Regions from separate parts of the Mus musculus genome. Here region 2 is linked to region 1. The links are chromatin contacts, called in public Hi-C maps. All regions are on one chromosome and are shown on one strand. The core of a region is the stretch at or near the end of the contact, and the rest is flanking DNA. Distances in the headings are between cores, read along the strand shown.

The links. A called contact is a pair of places that touch in the nucleus more often than the background predicts.
Region 2: a Hi-C map of bone marrow-derived macrophages shows a contact between it and region 1, with 25 read pairs. The contact joins two enhancer-like sites. A contact is called at or near these places in 8 of 39 promoter capture datasets (the 3T3-L1 cell line, the C10 cell line, HPC-7-derived erythroid cells and 5 more), 1 of 15 datasets of contacts at CTCF or cohesin (pro-B cells), 2 of 484 Hi-C or Micro-C datasets (bone marrow-derived macrophages and large pre-B cells), 2 of 115 datasets of contacts at active chromatin or transcription factors (the 230-238 cell line and large pre-B cells) and 1 of 9 other capture datasets (embryonic stem cells).

What each region holds. Positions count from the first base shown.
Region 1 is chr6:89,107,030-89,111,839 of GRCm38.p6, forward strand. 4933427D06Rik (RIKEN cDNA 4933427D06 gene) reads left to right here. Exons shown (of 4, transcript NR_134978.1): 4 at 639-3,010. Among named protein-coding and RNA genes, the nearest start is that of 4933427D06Rik, 13 kb to the left of the region's middle. Within about 2 kb of position 1,447, at least 6 of the 459 cell types and tissues checked have an H3K27ac peak or open chromatin away from gene starts, as enhancers often do. A contact at or near this core is called in bone marrow-derived macrophages and pro-B cells, where this site is marked.
Region 2 is chr6:89,549,962-89,554,979 of GRCm38.p6, forward strand. All of the region lies in intron 4 of Chchd6 (coiled-coil-helix-coiled-coil-helix domain containing 6), which reads right to left. Among named protein-coding and RNA genes, the nearest start is that of Chchd6, 43 kb to the right of the region's middle. Within about 2 kb of position 3,535, at least 38 of the 459 cell types and tissues checked have an H3K27ac peak or open chromatin away from gene starts, as enhancers often do. A contact at or near this core is called in bone marrow-derived macrophages and pro-B cells, where this site is marked.

The sequences.
Region 1 (4,810 bases), core at 197-2,696:
TTCCCACTTGCACATAAGTTCCCCCAAATAATAACTCTGACACTTAGTATATATGAATAAATGCTGAGGCAATGGCATTGGCTCTGTTCCTGACTAGCTCGTATCTGAATAACCCATTTACTCTATGTTCTGCCACGTGGCTGGTTACCTGGTCCTCCATTTCATAGAACCACCATCTTCTATGTCTGGGGTGGATCTTCTCATGCCTGAGTATTTCCCTAGACTTCTCTCTCTGTACTGGAACTTCCACTTTCCTTTTCTCTGCATAGGATAATAGGCCAATAGCACTTTTAATGACAGGTGATGCTTCCATTCAGTATAAGAGATTCTCTCTACAAACAGGCATGACGTAATCTTGAGCCTTCAAATTTAGAGAGGCATTTCCATGCTGCCGCTGATCTGCCACTCCCACTGAGTGACAGCCCCTTCATGTAAGCGTATGTGTTTTTGTGTGTGTGCATGTGGACTCCTCCTTCTGATGCACATAGGGAAGACACACCATATCAAACTCAGTCTCCCTATTGAGTTTCAGACTCAGACTCAGTTTATCTACCAGTAAAATGGGGCTATAACGCCCCAGCCATGGGTTGTCTGGAGAAGCTGAGCAAGACCTGTTCTCACTGTCTGTTTCTCTCCAGACTCAGATGAGCGACCTGGAGAGCAAGGTGATCCCTGTGTGGAACAACAAGACCCAGTGGAAGTAGACGAGCCTAAAGAGTCAGGCCAGCCTGCCAGACCCATTGCTTATGTACGTTCGCAGAGGTCTGAGCCCACAGAGCCCACAGAGCCAGCCGGAGCTGCAGGACGTCATGCTGGTAGAGGAAACGATGAAGAACAAAGAGCTTACCCTGGAAGGCAGAGACGGAGGTGGAGGCAGAGGCAGAGGCAGAGGCAGTGGGCAGAGACAGGCAGCCACTCACAGGCAGCCTTCCAGGAGTGGCAGGAACCCTCTGAGGAACTGGTTCTACAGACATACTTCAGCCACAGTGAAGAAACAGGGGCTGCCATGAACCTGTATCCCACCTTGACTCCAGTAGTCCCTGTGCCAGCAGGGATGGCCCAGTGGCCACCTATAGTTTATGGGTACTGGGCTGCCATGGCTACCTACCCCTATGTTACCTTCATCCCTGTGGCCAACATAGTCCCGTGCTTCATGTCATTCAGGGCCCCCATGTTCTTAGCCTACATCCCTTGGTGACTGGTATCCCTTGGTGCTGGCCCTCCCTGGCTATGTTTGTTTCCCCTGAGGAGGAGGAAAGCTTACAGTTGAAAAGGTTTATTCTTTCTCATAGTTTAGGTTCCAGTTCATCCCAGCCAGGAAACCAGGTACCCAGCACTTACAGCTGGTCTTGACACACCCCAAATCAGAAGCACGAATGCATCCTAGGTCCCCAGATGGCTTTAGATTTGGTGACATTGACAGTTAACACTAACCATTAGACTATTTGTCCCTCCTGGGTTTATTATTTGAAAAAAAATATTTTTATGGTCCAGTGGCCCCTTAACACTTCCCCTTCCCACTTCCTCTCTCTATTCTATTTTTTTAAAAATCTGTCATACAGCCTCAAATGCATGACTCTGGGATCATCCACTAGAGTATGGATAACTAATACTGCAGAAAAATGACTCTATTCTATTTTTTTAAAAATCTGTCATACAGCCTCAAATGCATGACTCTGGGATCATCCACTAGAGTATGGATAACTAATACTGCAGAAAAATGACTCTTCCTCCCTAGCAACCATCATTCACCACCAGCAACTTAGCTGGGGGTGGAGCCTCATGAGCCCCCTCCCCATCCATGCTGCAATGGTGACTGGCTTGAACTTGCAGCATAAGGCTTTCCCAGGAATCTTATACCCTCAGGGAAATGGAGTGATGCTGTACCCCTGAAATCGTGTATTTGTGTATAGAAAGAGCAAGTTACAGAGCTCAGGTGGAATTGGGATGCAAGATTACAGATTTGAACCAACAACGGATGGGACTGAACATCTGATAGCCCCGACTATCACAGAGGGGAGCCAGGAAGGAAGCAAACGGCCCCAGAAGCCGACCCAGCCGTGCCTAGAGCTGGGGAGGATGAGTGTATGTATGTATGAAGTTCTCTGAAGCAGGATATCCTGATGTGGACCCTTATAGTTTGGAGGCAGCAGTAGCTGTTGCTGAATAGTAGTAGTAGTAGTAGTAGTAGTAGTAGTAGTAGTAGTAGTACTAGTTGTTGTTGTTGTTTTTACTATGATATCTTATTGTGTGTATCTGTGTGGGCATGTATGTGGCACAGTCTGTCTATGGAGGTCAGAGGACAACTTGCAGAGACAGCTCTTAATTTTTACCCTGTGCAGACCCGAGCCTTGAACCCAGGCCTGTAGGCTTGGCAGAACGTTTTTACCGGAAGCACTGTCCCACCAGCCCAGGATCCCCAAGTGAGTTGAAAGGCACTAGAAGTTCAGACTAGATTGAAAATGAGTAAGTCAAAGAAAATTGGACAAATTGAACAAAAGGCACGGGGGTTTATGAAAGGAAACAAAGAGAGTGAGCCACATTTAAAACACCGAGTAAGAGGCTGGGCGATAGTGGCGCACACCTTTAATCCCAGCACTTGTGAGGCAGAGGCAGGTGGATCTTTGTTAATTCTATGCCAACCTGGTCTGCAGAGTTACATGATGAGACCTGTCTCAACAGAAGGCTAAGTGTGGAATAGTTTGGTAATAATAGCCTTTTGGCCTCAGTGAGAATATTTTAAATGTCTTCTTCTTCTTTTTTTTTTTTTAATTATCATTAATGGGAATTTCCTGTCAGTTTTCTCATGGATGTCTCTGATCAAGTTAAAATAGTTCCTGTCTTCAGTACTCCTAAAGGTGAATTATAAATTGGATTTTGTATTTATGAAGTTTGTATTTGTTTCTAAGAAAAATGTCCAAGAAGAGTTTTTATCATGAATCTTTGTATGTGTGTGTGTGTGTGTAGTTAACTATCCTTTTAAATAAATCCTCCTCTTGGGCTTTGGTTGTACAAAATTCTTTTTGTAAAATTTCATAAATTAGCAATGCAAAAGCAAAATGTGTTTAGAAAAGCTGTCCTCCTGAAGTTATGGAAGACAGTAGGTTTGGTTTCCTCCTGCCTGCTAATTTCCTGTAGCTGTAGAAGCCTGCTCAACATGTGTGTGCTCTGAAGTCTCTGCTGTATTTTGATTTCCCATACATACAGCACTCTGTCCATGTTAGTCACTTGTTTCTTGTTGCTGAGATCAAATGCCTGACAAGAAGCTACTTAAGGAAGGGGCTATCTTGGCTCAGTTTGAGGGAATACATTCTATGATGATGGGGAGGTTAAGTGGGAGAGGCCGGGTCACATTGCACCTGGCAGTCAGAGGTCAGACAGGAAGTGGGGCTGGACTACAAAACCACAAACCTCATCCCTAGCGACTCACTTTGCCCTCCAGAAAGTTCACAACCTTTCATTTTCAAGTAGCACCAGTACAAACACAGGAGCCTCCTGAGGACACCTATATCCAAACCACAGCACCATCTCTCAGAATCATCCAGAACCAAGCTCGGGGACCAGACAGGTGTCATAGGTGTGGTAGGTACATTGGGAACTGTCCCTTTGCACCCCATAGCTCCTCCATCTGACCTTGAAAGCAGTGGGAAGCACAGTGGGCAGATCTGTGGGGTTCTCTGATTTGTGAGCCTAAAGGATGTCACCTCAGGACCCCTCCACCTGCACTTCCTGTCCTCATACAGCAATCTCCACACACATAAGTTCTGGCTGTGCCATTTCTAAGGCATTCCCATGGCCACAAGGCCTCATCACACTTCTACACAGATCTTTTTGGTTTTAGATACAGTTTTTCTGTGTTGACCTGGCTGTCTTGGAACTCACTTTGTAGACCAGGCTGGCCTCCAACCCACAAGAGATCCACCCGACCTTGTTTCCCAACTGCTGGGATTAAAGGCATGCACCACCGTGTCCCAGTTTACACACATATCTTAAGGACCAGCCTGCTTTTGTGGTTTTTGTTGTTTGTTTTTAAGTTTATAAAATAACTTATCAAACTTAGATCCCTGTGTCAAATGGTATGGTCTATTTTATTTTAATAGATGCTAAGATACTGCATCCAGATTAGTTCTCACACAATGCCAGCTTATGGTGTGAGGCGTCGTTGCTGGCAGGCCATGCTGGGGCTCTGGAATTTTTGGCAATATCTTAGATAAAAACTCGTTATTTTATTTTTGTTCTAATTAGAATTGCCTCGGCTATTAATAAGGTTCCATATCTTTTTATTTTTGTTTATCTACCTGTTTAATTTGCTGGCTCGCCTCATTTCTTTGTTCCAGGTCAGCATATCTCCTCTGCACATGCTCTGTGGGGTGCCATTCCTTTGTCTCCTCCTTTGGGAGCATTACTGTTAGAAGCAGCAAACTTGGGGGTTTCTGCTCACACCACCTTCCTCTTCCTTTCCCAGGCTGCCTTGTGCTGTGGGACTCAGCTCTGTCACCTTCCAGTTCACCCAGGGAGCAACCCTGTCACCAGGGCAGAATCTCACCACTTCTTGCAGGTCCCATCTGGTCTATGATGCTGAATTGCAGCCTGACTCATTAGGGTCAAGCCACGTTCAGACATCACCATAGGGCATTACAGAAGTCCCTGGCCTGGCCTGCAAAGAATGGACACCTGCAGGCTCACCCAGGCCTGGGGAATGTGGGCCTCTGACCCCTATCTGAGGCATCTTTTTCCCAGCATTCCAATTGTTAGCTTGGGATAGCCAAGCTGCTCTGGGTGACTCAGGCCTGCCTAGATATATCACGAC
Region 2 (5,018 bases), core at 2,285-4,784, 450 kb after region 1:
GATGTTCCACTAGCACCCTACAGTGTGAGTGTGAAAGAGCATAGGACACTTTGAATGATTCTGAGAGAATGTGGCAAGACACAAGCCCTGTTAACCCCACTGCTTCTGGATCACAGGATCTTCTCTGGGGGTGGAGAGGTAGAGGTAAGGTAAGCATACAGTAGCATGGCTCTCTGTCGCTCTGCTAGACACTAAGGCAGAGTGCTTTAACAGTGCTCTCAGCTCTCCTTTTATAGGAACTGGATTCTCAGTAGTGGGCATGTTTAACAGAACTACCCTGGCCTCTGAAATCTCTACTTCCCCTCCTACTCTTTTACCCAAATTCTAATGTATGAGCTAGGGAGGGATCAGGTGAGGTGGTGCCCCAAACCAGAAGCTCTGTCCTGCTTTGTAGCTGCCACATCCACTTGGCTCTCCAATGTCAACATCTATAGATAGGCATTAGCTACAGCAGAACTTCACTGTACAGTTCTACATGCATCTACTACAGAGGTCAGGGCAGCCTCAGTGTCAACCTCAAAATGGGAGTGACACTGTCCCTACCTGACAGAAACTCTAAGGATCAAATAAGAAACATATACAAAGCCCAGGACCTAGGCCTGGGGGTACACACCCACAGATGTATAACACAACCACAAACACCTAGGTGTTGATGAAAAGAAGTCACCAGTGATGACTTCATTCCCATTTCCTAAATATAATGACAACAGATTTTGATATACTGAGTTTAAAAACAAAGGGGGCTACTGGTGTTTTTTTTTTATATAGATTAATGGAATGTTCCATTTTTTTCAAACCACACGAATATATCTGCATCTAATGAGACAGTTGTGCCTACCTGTCAAGCCTAAATAATCAAGCTGCCAAAAACGGAGCTACAATGACTCAAATGCAGACACCCTGCAGAATCCCTGGGGAGTGCACACCCACAGGGTTTCAGGAGCAAGGGAAAGATACTTCCAGATACCAGTTGTGCACTGCAGTGTCAGAAGTTACTGACCCTCCAGATAGGGTACCAAGTCAGGACTCAGGAGCCTGCAGACACAGGTTATCTTCACCTCCCTCTTGAGACTGGCAAGATGAATACCACTCTGATGCTCTATGGCTGTCACCTCCTTCCCTTGGAGACACAGATCTGCTGCCTGCAGCCAGGGAAGCTGCTGTGGAGAACCCTACCCTCCATCCCCGGAAGCTGCTCTCTTCCCCATTCCTGGTCAGAACTACCTATGCTGATACCTCTCACAGTGCTTGGCAGAGCCAGGAAAGCTGGCCTTTCTTTAGGACATTTTCTGCACATAATTAGGAAAGTCTCTCAGATTCTCTTTACAATCTTTCTTCTCCAGGATTTCTGAGTATGATAGCTAGCAACCTCTTCTGAGCAAAACACCAAACCCAAGTAGACTGGCAGGGGCCTTGCTTTCTCATGGTAGCCATCTCCTCTATTGCTGGCCAGCTTCTTAATACGGGCACTACTCTGAGGCTCAGGTGAAGGTGTCTAACATTTCATCTCTGGGGTTCGTTCCATATCTAAAGTGGCTACAAATGGAATGTATTTGGAGGTACATTATCCCTAAGGAAAGACCCTGGGGCTCCTGGCAGCATCACACAGGCAGAAATCAATCTCTTTGTAAACCAATTAGAGGTAGCACACATGCTTTTCACTTTGCAGTGGAGCAGTTAAACAGTCTGCTTTGGAAGGAAACATCAGGAAGAATGTTCCTGGATAACTTTACCTCCTCTCTCCCCAGTTTGCTAAGTCTCAGCACCTTAGCAACAGCTTTGCCATGAGGGAGTGTCCAGGCAAGCACAGAAGTATACAGTCCTGAGAGCTGAACCATGGCTAGCTTTAGGCATCTTCCCCTAGAGAGGGAGTTCTACTTCTTCTTTGGCGACTCTGTAACACAACGAACCAGAACTCTAATTGCTAGGATGATTTATGGACTGATATGCATATTAAGTCCCTTCCTTTTTCTACCTGTATTCTAGAAACTGTACACAGAACGTTGGGGGTATCAGCACTGCTGTGGACAAAGGAATGTGCTTCTCTTCCACCTGGAACTTACATAGCCACACCACTTTCAAGGCGGTATTCTCCCCCATAAAGGCTAAGCAGCAGAGTCCTTCCTCCCTAACCCTGAGGAATGACAGTCACTATGGCAAGCACCTTGTGAGTAACACCAACTTTCAGTGAGCTGGGAATGTATGTATGCTGTGCCCTTGAGACCACTGTAGTACAAGAGCTTGCAAGACAGGAGGACAAAACCCAGAGCTCTCTTTTCACCCACTACTACCTAAAGGACAGTCATGAAGGCTCTGAGCAACTACTAGGAAGCAACAAAGGCATTAAGGCCAAAACAGGTGGGGGCAGCTGATCAGTGTCTTGGAGTGGCTGCCAAGAAACCGAGAAGAATATGGCTAGGACCAGCTCTCTGAGAAAGACATCCCTACAGAGACCTTCCATATTTACATGAGACCCCACCCTGCTGTGGAGTTGGCAGCAACCAATTCAGGGCAAGCCAGAGCTATGGTAGGCATGCAGGCCAGCTACAGCATGCTCATAGGAATGTCACAGATGATCTTGCCATGTCATCCTCCTGGAGACTCTCCAGAAGGACACAGAAGAATAGGACTCTTGCCACTAGACCCTGGCTTCTTCAGAGAAATGAGCAGCAGTGGCTGTACTGGGAGCCAGCATTAGGATCCTTTAACCTAATGGCTATTCACCACAGTTCAAGTCACCGCTAGGTTAGCTGAGTTCCCTCCATGTCTTCTCCGGGCCTTGAAAAAAAAATCTCCCTTGCTGCCAAAACTGGCAGTCCATCCGCCTACAAGAAAGTCAGAATCTGCTTGTTTTGTGCAAAGACGCCAAGAAAAGGCGCTTGAAGGATGTCACCAGCTCTTAGAGAAGATGGTGCAAGGAACCCTCTGTCTCCTAACCATCTGTCTGAGGACAAAGTCCACAGAGCCACCCTTAATCCCACCCTAATTTGAGGCATTAGGCTATGAGCAGCCTGGACTACACAGCCTGAGAAAACAGTAACCTATGGTTGATAAGGGAATGACCCAGACCATCCCTCCTCAAACCTCAGCATTTCTCACCCTGCCCCCCCATCTAAGCCCAACTGTGCCTCTATTGCTCTGGACTCAAGCCAAGCTGCCACCAGCAACATCCTCGGAAAGAAGCAAACCACAGCAAGAAGAGGGAGCCCATCCTCCAGCCAGTGCATTACAGGGGCTGGAAGATCTCCTTCTCTGATTCTCAGGGGCACCACTTGGTCTCTTGAACTGCAGCAAGCCTAGGGCAGCCACAACAGGAGAGTAGAGTTAGCAAAATCAAAGGCTAGGAGAGAGGTGGAGAGTCTGCCAGAAGAAAAGGCATCTCTGGCTTCCTAACCAGGTTCAGTGTCTCTAGAATCAGCAGTTACAGACCCACTAAAAGGCATTTGGGCAAGAGGACCCTTGCTCTCCATCCCACTGGGTCTTTTGCAGCATTTCAATCGTCCCCACCAACAAGTGGCCCAGGACTGCCACCTAGTGGACTCTGCTCAATAAGCACGACAGAGAGGGGCCAGACCCGAGAGAGGTTGGGGGTGGATGTACAGCAGTGTGACCTCATTCCCAAGATTCAGTGGGATTCTCCCAAGCTGTGCAATAAGCCAAACTTTTGAGAAAACAGTTACCCAGGAGTCAGAGTGAAAAGCAGAAAGAAGTCAGTTTATGAGTCTGTCCTCCTTCCCAACTTTTCCCAAGAGCAGACAGCAGCTTCCCTGCTCACACCTGCCCTATGGCAGTACAGGAAAGGAAATTCATGGAGTAGGCACACCAATTCCAAATGCCCTTCTATGCTGCTCCTTCCAGAGATTTCAGGACATGAACTTCTTAGAAAATACTTTCCATGGCCATAGGAAGTGGCTCACTGTGGACACAAGAGGTGCTCCCGAGAGGAAGATAGGAACCCAGATCGAGTATGTCTGGTAAAGGGTTGCACAGACCTAGTATACGTCAATGTCCGGGGCCCCTCTGCCTCCCTTTGCTTCCTAGCCAGGATGAGATGAGCAACTTAGCTTTGCCATGTCCTTCCACCTGCCTCCTCACTGCCAGAAATATAGCCAGCTATGAGCAGAGAGTTCTGAAACCATGAGCCCAAGCAAGCGGTACCTCCCTTTCAACTGTATCTCTCAAGTATTCGTCACCGTGGCCAGCACAGTTCCTAATGGCTCCTAGAGAACAGAAGCCACACAGAGTTCAGAACAAGATGAATGTGGGAGTCACTGAGGGTGGGGCAGTGAGGAGGCAACAGCAGAGAGTGAGAATTTCCATCTGTCCCCAACAGCCATGCCTCCCTCCTCCACTGTGACAGAGCTTCAGCTTGACGACAGTTAGACACAATTCCTAAACAGCTTATAGCTGAGAGAGGCCACAGGACCGTCCAGCCAACAGGACATGTCTAGAAATGGTGTGCTCAGTTCTGTTCTTGCTTTTAAACTGGCCGTGATCTCACCAGGCCCCCCTCCCCATCAGGGAGAGCTGGAGCAACCACCTGGAAGCCACACATGCTGAGGCTGGAAACCCTACGAGCCCAGACCACCGAGCTATGGAAAAGGGTGCTGGGTCTTTCTACTTGTGTCACTCACTGTGCTGCTGGGCTCCCAGTCAATATCCTGCCTATCTACTCAGTCCTCCAAGACAATCAGTGTCCTGTCTGATCATCACAACTTTCCCTGGGATGGTGGTGAGCCTCCCACTGATCTTGCCTCCTCCACTCTGAGCCCTCCTCCACCTTGATAAAGACCTACCATAAGCTCCCTCCTATCTCCAACCCTGACTGTCCCCTCTGCTTGAGAAATCTTGTGACTTGAGGACTCCCTTGCTTGCCCCTTTTAAGTCACAGCTTTCTCAGCTTATGACCCCAGGCTTGTCAACGAGTTCTCCTCCTCTGACCTTGACTGCAGTGCTGCCGCTCCTCATCCTCAGACCTCTCCCCCTCCTCCCTCAGTCTAAGTCCTACTGACCCTCAG